2 separate regions of the Tachysurus vachellii genome follow, and region 1 is linked to region 2. Evidence: chromatin contacts called from public Hi-C data. All regions are on one chromosome and are shown on one strand. Each heading gives the region's core, a stretch centred on a gene start, on an enhancer-like site or on the middle of the called end of the contact. The rest is flanking DNA. Distances are from core to core; before and after follow the strand shown.

Region 1 (5,007 bases), core at 1,382-3,881, 180 kb after region 2:
TGAGTGAGTGAGTGAGTGAGTGAGTGAGTGAGTGAGTGAGTGAGTGAGTGAGTGCCTGAGTGAGTGAGTGAGTGAGTGCCTGAGTGAGTGAGTGAGTGAGTGAGTGAGTGAGGGAGTGATTGAGGGAGTGAGTGAGTGAGTGAGTGAGTGCCTGAGTGAGTGAGTGAGTGCCTGAGTGAGTGAGTGAGTGAGTGAGGGAGTGATTGAGGGAGTGAGTGAGGGAGTGAGCGAGCGAGTGAGGAAGTGGTTGAGCAGCTGAGTGTGTGAGCAAGTGACTGTGAGAGTTCACTCCTTACCTTAGCCAATATTAAAATAACACATTTTGTTGTAAACTGTCTGTGCTTTACTTACAGCCTGAATATTGTTTTGTTAAAATTATACTGAAAATTAAATAAACTGATATGAACAGCCACAAATCCACCAGTAAATCTAACCCCTTCTTTCTCTCTCCCTAATCCCATCTTTGTATGTGTGTGTCACACAAGGTACAAGTCACAGTTTTGGCATATGTATACTGGGAGACCTGGCGTGCACTCATTTACCTACACACACAAGACAGTCTTCATCTTCATGTTCACTGGAACCTGGTGGATCTCTCCTTTTCTGAGAATTGTTGACTCATTGGTTTTGGATGGAGCTTTGGTTTGTGACTTCTCACTCAGATTCAATTATTTGTTTTTTATTTTAGGCCTTAATTCACCAAGTTCTGGTTCATCTATTTCTGGTGTGCCTGTGTGTATGGCAGGTTTCATCTTCCTTTTTTTGACACCTCTACTGTTCCTGTATCCAGCTTATGGAAAAGGCGAGAAGTCCGCCAGAGAAATATGATTTTTCATTTTGCAAATACAGAGGTTTCTTTGTCCAGACATAGCACTGTTAGTGCCTGGATGTAGCTCTGCTACGGCACTGACTGTGTCTGGACACACCACACTAGTTGTATGTGGCTGTTGCATCGGACTGTAACTGTCATGGGGTCAAGCTCATCAGGGACAGTAACAAGTTCTGTTGCACACCACATTGCTGTTTTGCACAACACATTTCAATACCTTATTAAACTGCAGCTACTACATGAGTATGTACATGTTATTGAACCCTCTCTGTTTACAAGTTTTCTAGTTTTGCACAAAGTACAGTATAATATACAGTATGCACACTGGTCAGTAGTATTTTGTGTATTTGTCTTGTAGTGTTTTGTTGCACTAGGTTGCACACATTGCACATTGTGTGGCTAGGACTTAAGTCCTTAGCTCTTTGTTGTTTTATGTAGCACCATGGTCCTGGAGAAACATTATTTAATTCCACTATGTACTGCATCAGCTCTATATGGTTGAAATGACAATAAAATCTTCTTGACTTGATTTGAAGATCTACAGTTGGAACTGGGTTTGCAGGGGAGTCACGCGCACGTTTGAAAAGAAAATTGTTTATTTATTTATTATTGCATTAGTTTCATGATCCTCCCTCAGGGACAGTGGGGCTGTGTACCAGCAATACTACCCACTATACCTCTAGAAGTAATCTTTTTCAAATAGTCTGGCAAATGCCATAACATTGTGTGTTTATACTTTATTTTGTTTGAAAAAAGCCAAAGCCTCAGTAAAATTGTATTATGTGGTGTAGAATGTATGTTTGGATTGCATTGTGCATTTTGGTCCAGCATGCTTGTTTTTATCTAAATGGCTTCCTATGGGTCCTTAAAACTAAAAGGTGATGCGAATAACACTGATTATCTTATTTAAATAGCACATAGCAAAGAGTGGGCAGCATTATACATTAGGCAGCAAGCAAACGTAGTTCTTGGAGTGGTTTTGTTAGAAGCAGGAAAAATGGACAAGTGTATGGATTTTTGACAAGGATCAAATTGTGATGGCTTGACGACTAGGACTTAATCTCTAAAACAACAGGTCTTATGGCTTATTCCCCACAGTGGTAAGCATGTTGCCTAATATATCCCACACCTTGACAGTTACATTGTAATGAGACAATCAATGTTATTCATTTTACCTGTCAATGGTTTTAAACTTATGGCTGTTTTATTATACATAATAAATCATGGCAAAACAATGTATGCTCATTGTAGTTTGATTTTACAAACCGGGATCTGGGCTTAGCTATGTTTATTTAGCTGTGAATAGAGGTCTGGCTCAAGGAATAAAATAAAAAATAAATATATTCATTTATTTATTTATTTATTTTTATATTTTTATATTTTTTATCTATTTTTATTTATTAATTTTATTATAAAATAAAATAAAAGAAAAGAAAATTAATTAATTGATTAATTGATTAATTTAAATACAATACAATAAAATAAAATAAATAAATAAAATGTTCTTGTGGACACCTAATTAACCGTTAGAGACTTCAATTTTAATTTAACATTTCAATAAATATTACTTAATAAATTACCTTAATAAATCTGACCTAATGATCCTTTAAATATTAAAGCTAAATGTATAATTATCGAGAATCATGCTTCAAACTTCGACAATCATCGATAGTCTTCGTACAATTTCGCTTACACTCGAGTTCACTTCGGCCATTTTCGTTTACCGCTCGGTAAGTTCCGTGTACACTTCGGCTATTCTCGTTTACCGCTCGGTAAGTTCCGTGTACACTTCGGCTATTCTCGGCAGTGGCGCTGCCTCTGATCGGCTTTCCGTCTCCCCAGTTCCGAGTGTGTCGTTGTTGTTGTCGGTGACGCGGCGGAGGTGTAGCCTGACGCGGTCTCTTACGTGTCGGCCCGAATAAAAGTGGAGCTCCGAGGGCTCGCGAGTGACGGAAGGAGTGTGTATCGGTAAGAGAAGACAAAGTGTCCCGGCGGGGAGGGAGAGCGCGGGCATGTCCCGGATAAGACAGTGCTCGGGTCGGGTTCGGCCCGTAGGAAACAAAGAGATCATGGCGGCGGGGTTGTTGTACAAGGAGGGAGGGGAGCCTGTGGACGACACAAACGGGGGAACGGGCAGCGTTACAGAGCAGAGGGGGAAATGTCGAGTCGAGCACAGTTTAGGGCACAGCGGAAACGAGCAAACAATGATGTGTGTGTGCGCGCGCGCGTGTGTGTGTTTGATATCGTTGTGTCATCTCCGGGTGTGAGCGTTTCGTCAGGCTAACCTAACTAGCCACTTTCGTTAGCTACCTAGCTAAAATATTAGCACGATTACTAGGTCGCCAGGCAACTAAACTAGTCTCTCCTAATAGGTTCAATGTTTTTGTTTTGTTTGTTTAGTGTAAAACAGAACGCGTTATCTTTAATGTTATAATTCGGCCAAACCGACAAAATGACCACTGTATTTAAATTTATATTCGGATTGGATAATAAATAGCAGGCTATGTGGCTAATGTATAATCTAATTATTATTTATTATTATTAGAGTTAAAATCGTGGCAAGATATAAATATGGTTCAGTCAGACCCAGGTTATAGTGTTAGACGTCTGTAAAAATGTCTTGTAGTGATTTTTAATAAAGAAAATAAATGGACAGTGTACGTAGTAGTGTTCTGTCACACAGAGATCATGTTGAATTAAAGTAGGATTATAAATCAGTGGACCTTCTAGTGATTGTTACTGATGTAGATCTCAATAATGTATCTGTCACCTACAAATGTGTATGTAATGTTGTTTTTAAGGCCTGGTCTTGTAGCCTTCAAGAGATCATTTGCACAGACAAGGATAGTTTTCTAGTCATTTGGTGTGTTGTCAGGTCTCTGTATCGTATCACCTCTGTTTACTGAATAGATGCACCAGTTTCTGTTCTTTCTTTTGTCACCAAGCATTTAATGGAAATCAGGCACATTTGTTAGACAATAAGATGATTCCGAAAAATACAATGACATTTAAAAGCTACAAGGCCAAAAAGAAATACGGAAAGTTGCCCTTAACCACAATATGATGATTAAAAATGATAAAACATGGATTTGAAGTCATGTATGAACCCCTGGCTCATTTAAAGGCCGTGAATTTTTAGAAGCATGGTGTTACCTGGCTGCTCTGGTAGCTAGTTTGTATTCTGTGCTTCATATGTTATATAAGATGAAGATTTTTTTTCTCTCGCCTGCTTGGTGCGCTGAGGTTAATCTACAGAATAATCAGATTAGATAGTCTATAACTGTGTCTTAAATGTGATATTCTGTATCCGTGCATGATCATAGCAGTTGATTGTAGTCATGAGTGCTATTTGGACAGGATAAGATTTCCACGTCGGTTTAATAATCTTTGCTGGAGGACGGCTGTAGTCATCATCACCGACAGCTTCTGTATAAAGCGCAGACATGGGAGTGTTTTTGCAACAGGAAGTGCATTTTATGCTCATGACAATCAAAATTGCATGAGTACAACTCTGCATAAGTCTTTTTTTTTTCATACAGATTCATAAGCCCTTGTTGTAAGGTGCTTGGGCATTAGTAGGTCACGCCACATGACCATAGCCAATATGCAGGCTTTCCCAAGAGAATAGGAACTCAGTAACTTAAAACTACAACCCTGGAAACGCGAACTAAATTTTATTGTTGTGCGTTCTGGTTTCGGTAGGAAACTATAAAACAGAGTGTGTTCTTTATATTAAAGAAAACATACCCAAACCCTTTTACATACATCTATATACAGCACAGTGGGGTCCAAATATCTGAAAGCGCTAGTGAAAATCTGTCTGATTTGTATTGTGTTCTAATTTAATACTTTAAAAAAAATTGTAATTATTACAAATTAATTTTGTCGCCAATTTCTTGAGTGAAAAGTAAACTTTTAGAAATGTCTTCATGGATTTCAGAAATTCTGAGTAACTGGATTTTGTTCATTTAATAACAGTATTCACTCAGGCTGCCATGCACAGTTTTGTCTAGATTTTGTCCTGACTGTCCATGATTGATCAAACCCATCACAGTGTCGTCTGAGCATGTGCTTCACCTGAAGGAATAGATTTTCCGTTTTTTTTTGTGGTTCTCTCAGATTTTTGGACCCCTTTTTATATACATACACTAATCACTTTTTTTTTTGTACCTTTTCAT
Region 2 (4,780 bases), core at 514-3,013:
TGTGTGTGTGTGCCGCCCGTGCAGTTCAGAGAAAGTTCTCGCAATACACTTTTCAAAGCAATGGTGAAGCATCGCCTCTGAATGATGGGGGGAGGGATTATATATATATATATTTTTGTTTTGTTTTGTTTTGTTTTGTTTTGTTTTTTTTAATTAAAAGGATTTCTATATTTTATCCACAATTTTAATCAGAATTATATTTGATGTGCAATTACACATATGAGTCACAATATACAATTTAATTTTTCCAGCAGTTTCCAGACTTGAGTTTTGTGTGTTTTCCTTTACCCAATGTTTTATTAGCTTTTTTGTTAGTGCATTTTATTATTATATTTTGGATATAATCACCTTTTATAGGAGTTGGAGTTATATTGTATGCTTATATAACATGCTACATAGAAAAGTATCGTATCCCTGCTCTCTTTGTTTAATCTGAGCAAATTTAAAGAATGGATTTGTCCTAAAAGATAGACAACTTTTTCATTTTATGGAAGGATGAAAGATGTAGGACCAAGAAATCAATGAAGCATAAAGTAGAGTAGTGGGTTTCTTTATATCTTGATCCATGAAGCTAATTAAGTCACAGAGAAGCATGTGTACAATAATCAAATAGCCAGTGAGATTCCAGCATTTAACATACAGAAATGTGTACAAAGTACTAGTGTTGTAGTGATACTTTAAAGGTGAATCTCCACAGCAGCCTTTTGTTTTGTTTTCCACAATTAAGGCTTGAAAAATATCTACTTCAAAAGGATGTTTATAAAGTGAACTGACCTCAAAAGTTTTTACAACTTTTTACTACTAATTAAATTACTACCGTGCCCAACACACCTTATCTCTTCATGTTATAGCTTCATATTATATATTATATATTTATATACCAGGTGTTTCTAGGCTTATTTTTGTGAATTCTAAAGGGTAATCTCAGCTTTCATTTCATGTGAAGTCATTCATGCAAAAATAGGACATTTTATCTTCACTTCCTCATAAAGTAGTTACAACCATGTACCTCACACCGATAAGTGTCTTTATTTGGGAATTAATATTCTGTTACAGAATTCAAGCCAAGCTGACTAAAGGTGAGTATTTTACTTTGTCATTACGCATGCAGCGATACTATTAGTAAAGTGTTTCAGGTGTTTAAATATGATAAATCACTGTAACTGTAACCATACATATGAAGTGAAACTGGTTATATGCAAACCTGCAGATGTCCTCCAGTTCTAACATAACTCCCTTTAACCCTTGTATGTTGTTCGGGTCTGTGGGACCCATACTCATAAACATCAGTAGTTTTGAAAAACTTTGCTTCCTTGTAAATTTGTTGATTTTTTTCCCACTCATAACTTGATTAAATTTGATTTTCTTTTTTTTATTACATTTTATTAAAAAACAACAAAAAACGAGTAGCACTTTAATTAAAAAATGTGATGTAATAAAGGTAAAGATAAATATTAACCATATATGCTGTTTATATTGCTTGTAATTGGGATGAAGTAAACATCTGTAGAGTATTTTAACATAAAATTTTTGATTGTGTTGAATTAAAAACCTAAAAATGAAGCGAGTCCACCAGACCCACAAACACTGGCTGAGTAACAAAAATATGAACAACATACAAGGGTTAAGAGTTAAAATCAGTGGCTGTCACATAAATTCTTCTCTAGTCAGGGCAACATGACAAATAACAAATGTGTTAGCAAAAGATTTTTTCTGCCAGGAGTTATTGATAACCTTCTCTGTTTTTTCAGTTCCACAAGTCCAGCATGGAACTGATGTGACACTGAGCTGTGAGGTGTCTGACCTCTCACAATCCTCCACTGTTCAGTGGCAGAGAGAGGGCGCATCCGTTCCTAACAGCACTCTGGTCTACAACAACACTGCATACATCATTTTACACAATGTCAACCATCACAGTAATGGGAAATACCACTGCACAGGAAGCCACCAGGGAAAGGAACAAATTTATAAAAATCAAACACTTAAAGTGACACAATGTGAGTATGTTCTCCATGTAAATGGGAGAATACTTGAATTTTAATTTGATATTATACTTAACTATTATTTTGGGGTATTTATATCTCACTTGAGTATTGTTTAAATAGAATTAGAATTAGGAATAAAATTCTTGCTAGAAAAAAATAATTACTTACTTAAAGTGTTAATTCATCAGCATACACTTTAAAATAAAATCAAAACATTTCCTCTAAAAATGTGACTCTCTACTGTCCTGGTTATTGTGCTGCATGTTGAGGTCTTATATTTATAGTTAGCAACATAGAGATAAAGAAAATTCATAAATGTGTATTTAGAGTGTGTGCTTGATGTCTTTCTAGATGCAGAACAAAAAAAGTATATTCTATACAGAGAAAACTCTAACAGTAGTAATTTGACCCTCATCTGCAATTCCAAAAGGACTTATAACAGAATAATGTGGACCCGAGAGCTAAACCAAAAAATAGAAGTAATGATAACTGCAGAAAAAGACAAAAAGCTGGAAGTATATGGTGCAATTATCCCAGAGAAGCCATTATCTACATTCTACAATGGAAATGATTTCATCTTCCACATATCACCCGTGAAATTCAATTACAGTGGAACGTATAAATGTATCGTGAATGATAACGTCACCTATTCATCCTTAACACTTCACACACTAAGAGGTTTGTAACCCGTCAATGCATTTTTATATTTATTTTCAGTATGATAAAAGGTTGTATTATGTTCTGACAACTATTAATCTTAGTCTTTGCAGAGCCTGCTGTTATGATCAGGAATCAGTCAGTGGTTCTGAGCTGTGAGTTGTCTGACGTGACAGAGCGAGTTACTCTCTCCTGGTTGAAGATGGAGAGAAACAGAGCAAGGCTAATTAAACAGGAAGTCCTTACACCAAAAGACCCAAAGAGGAGAGTCAGTGTAACACTGAACAGTGCATGGGAGGACCTGCTTTTGTACCAGTGCGTTGTGTTTAGTGAGAACACACTCAGAGCTGTAGCTCCAGTAACTCTCCACCTGATTCAATCATTAAGAAAAGAGCCTCATTCAGCTATACCTAAACATACCACAGAACCCACCAGCCAGGGTAATGCTCTTTTACATGTGTTCAAGCAGCATTCAATCTATTCTCCATTTCATGCACATTATGGTTAATATGCATCACATCTCTACAGGAAACAGTATGGAAACGCGTAGCATCATCATCATTGTGTTCACTGTGTCCGGGTGTGTGGTGCTTTTGCTTGGGGCTCTTTTGTTCTACACTCGAAGAAAATCTTCCACAGGTAAACTAACCTGCTTTTTATAAATACTGCTCCGATCAAAAAAAGGATAATAATCAAGATCCTTTCATTCTCAGCATAACTCACGTTTAGCTTAATGTGCAGTGTGTAAGGTTTTTAAGGTGGTAAAATAGGGGAGTTAAAAATACTCTGAAATATGGTTTACCTGAGAACACATTATTGAGCCACACTGGAAGTCACCAGCTAATGAAACTGGATATAAAATGTCTACACACTCCTGTAAAAACTTCAGCTTTTTGTGTTTTGTGAAATCATGACAGATCTTTTTCCACTTTTAATGTGATAGAGCAACCAAAAAAATTCAAGTAAAAAATCATTAGAAGAAATACTAGCAGTAAAATATCACAAAAATATTACATTAACCTGGTTGCATGAGTGTGCACCCAGTTCTATAATGGACTGTGTTCAGAATTCACCAATAACTTCCAAACTCCCGTTTAAAAGTGTCTACCATACAGCTGTTATCAATAAACTGAGCATCTTGATATTTTTTTGCTTTTACCTGATTTCCGATGCCATGATTTGCAAAGTGTGTACTGTATCCTAAAGTGCCAAAATATTTTTCATGACACCTTTGCAACACTGGAGATCTGACAATAACTGCACCAGATCATTATCAAGCAGGAAAAGAGGTCTGTACACTAGTGATGTCTTTATTTATTTAGTATTATAAAATAATACACATTATGTAGTTTGGGGCACAGAACAACTCACATACCGTAATGAAAGGATGCTCTGGGAAGTACAACTTCTCCCCCTTGTGTATTACTCTAGATGGACCATCTGTGATAGAGATGAAGTGTAGAGTTGATCCATCCCATTCACATTCATCTCAAGGTAACAGTGGTAGTACTTTTACTAGCAATATACCTAATAAACCTAAGTTGAAGCAATCACCTGGAAGCGTAGATGAATCATTTTGTTTTTATAATAAATGTGTAAAATGTGAATAATATCAATGTTACTTAAGGTAATGAGATTTATCCTAATCACAGGCTGCATTACAGCTGTCATTTCTTTTTGTAGGTGCTGACATGTTTAGAGTAGAAGAAGAAAAAGAAGGAGAAGAGCTCCACTATGCCTCCGTCACCATAGTGGAACTTGATCGCGGTAATACTAGAGAGCAGTTTCTAATTTATTCCTTTTTTCCTGCTCATGTCACTCAGACCCTGTACTGTTCTACTGTTCTACATTTTCTGTGCATGTGAAAATATCTTAAGTAAAGGCATGCTGTTTCAATATTTGTATTATTAATATTACTACATAGTTACTTACATACATACTTTTGGAATGCAATATATATATTAGGAATAAATAATTTAAATTATGTATATAACAAGATTATCTTCCAAACAAATATAAATTCAATTTTAAATGAATAAAAAACAATCTAGAAATAGAGTTAAATTCTTTATATATATATATATATAAATGTCATAGGTGAAAATAATGAAAGATTAAGTATTAAGTATCTCCATCTC

Evidence for each region. Hi-C and Micro-C count contacts between places; a contact is called where the count stands out from the background.
Region 1: a Hi-C map of blood shows a contact between it and region 2, with 5 times the contacts expected there. The contact joins the promoter of creb1b here to the promoter of LOC132850601 in region 2. A contact is called at or near these places in 3 of 3 Hi-C or Micro-C datasets (blood and muscle).

Annotation. Positions count from the first base shown.
Region 1 is chr8:6,339,194-6,344,200 of HZAU_Pvac_v1, forward strand. creb1b (cAMP responsive element binding protein 1b) reads left to right here and starts at 2,632. Exons shown (of 9, transcript XM_060875943.1): 1 at 2,632-2,797.
Region 2 is chr8:6,163,479-6,168,258 of HZAU_Pvac_v1, forward strand. LOC132850601 reads left to right here and starts at 1,764. Exons shown (of 8, transcript XM_060877242.1): 1 at 1,764-1,997; 2 at 2,337-2,663; 3 at 2,747-3,082; 4 at 3,171-3,281; 5 at 4,074-4,136; 6 at 4,326-4,409. The coding sequence starts at 2,432.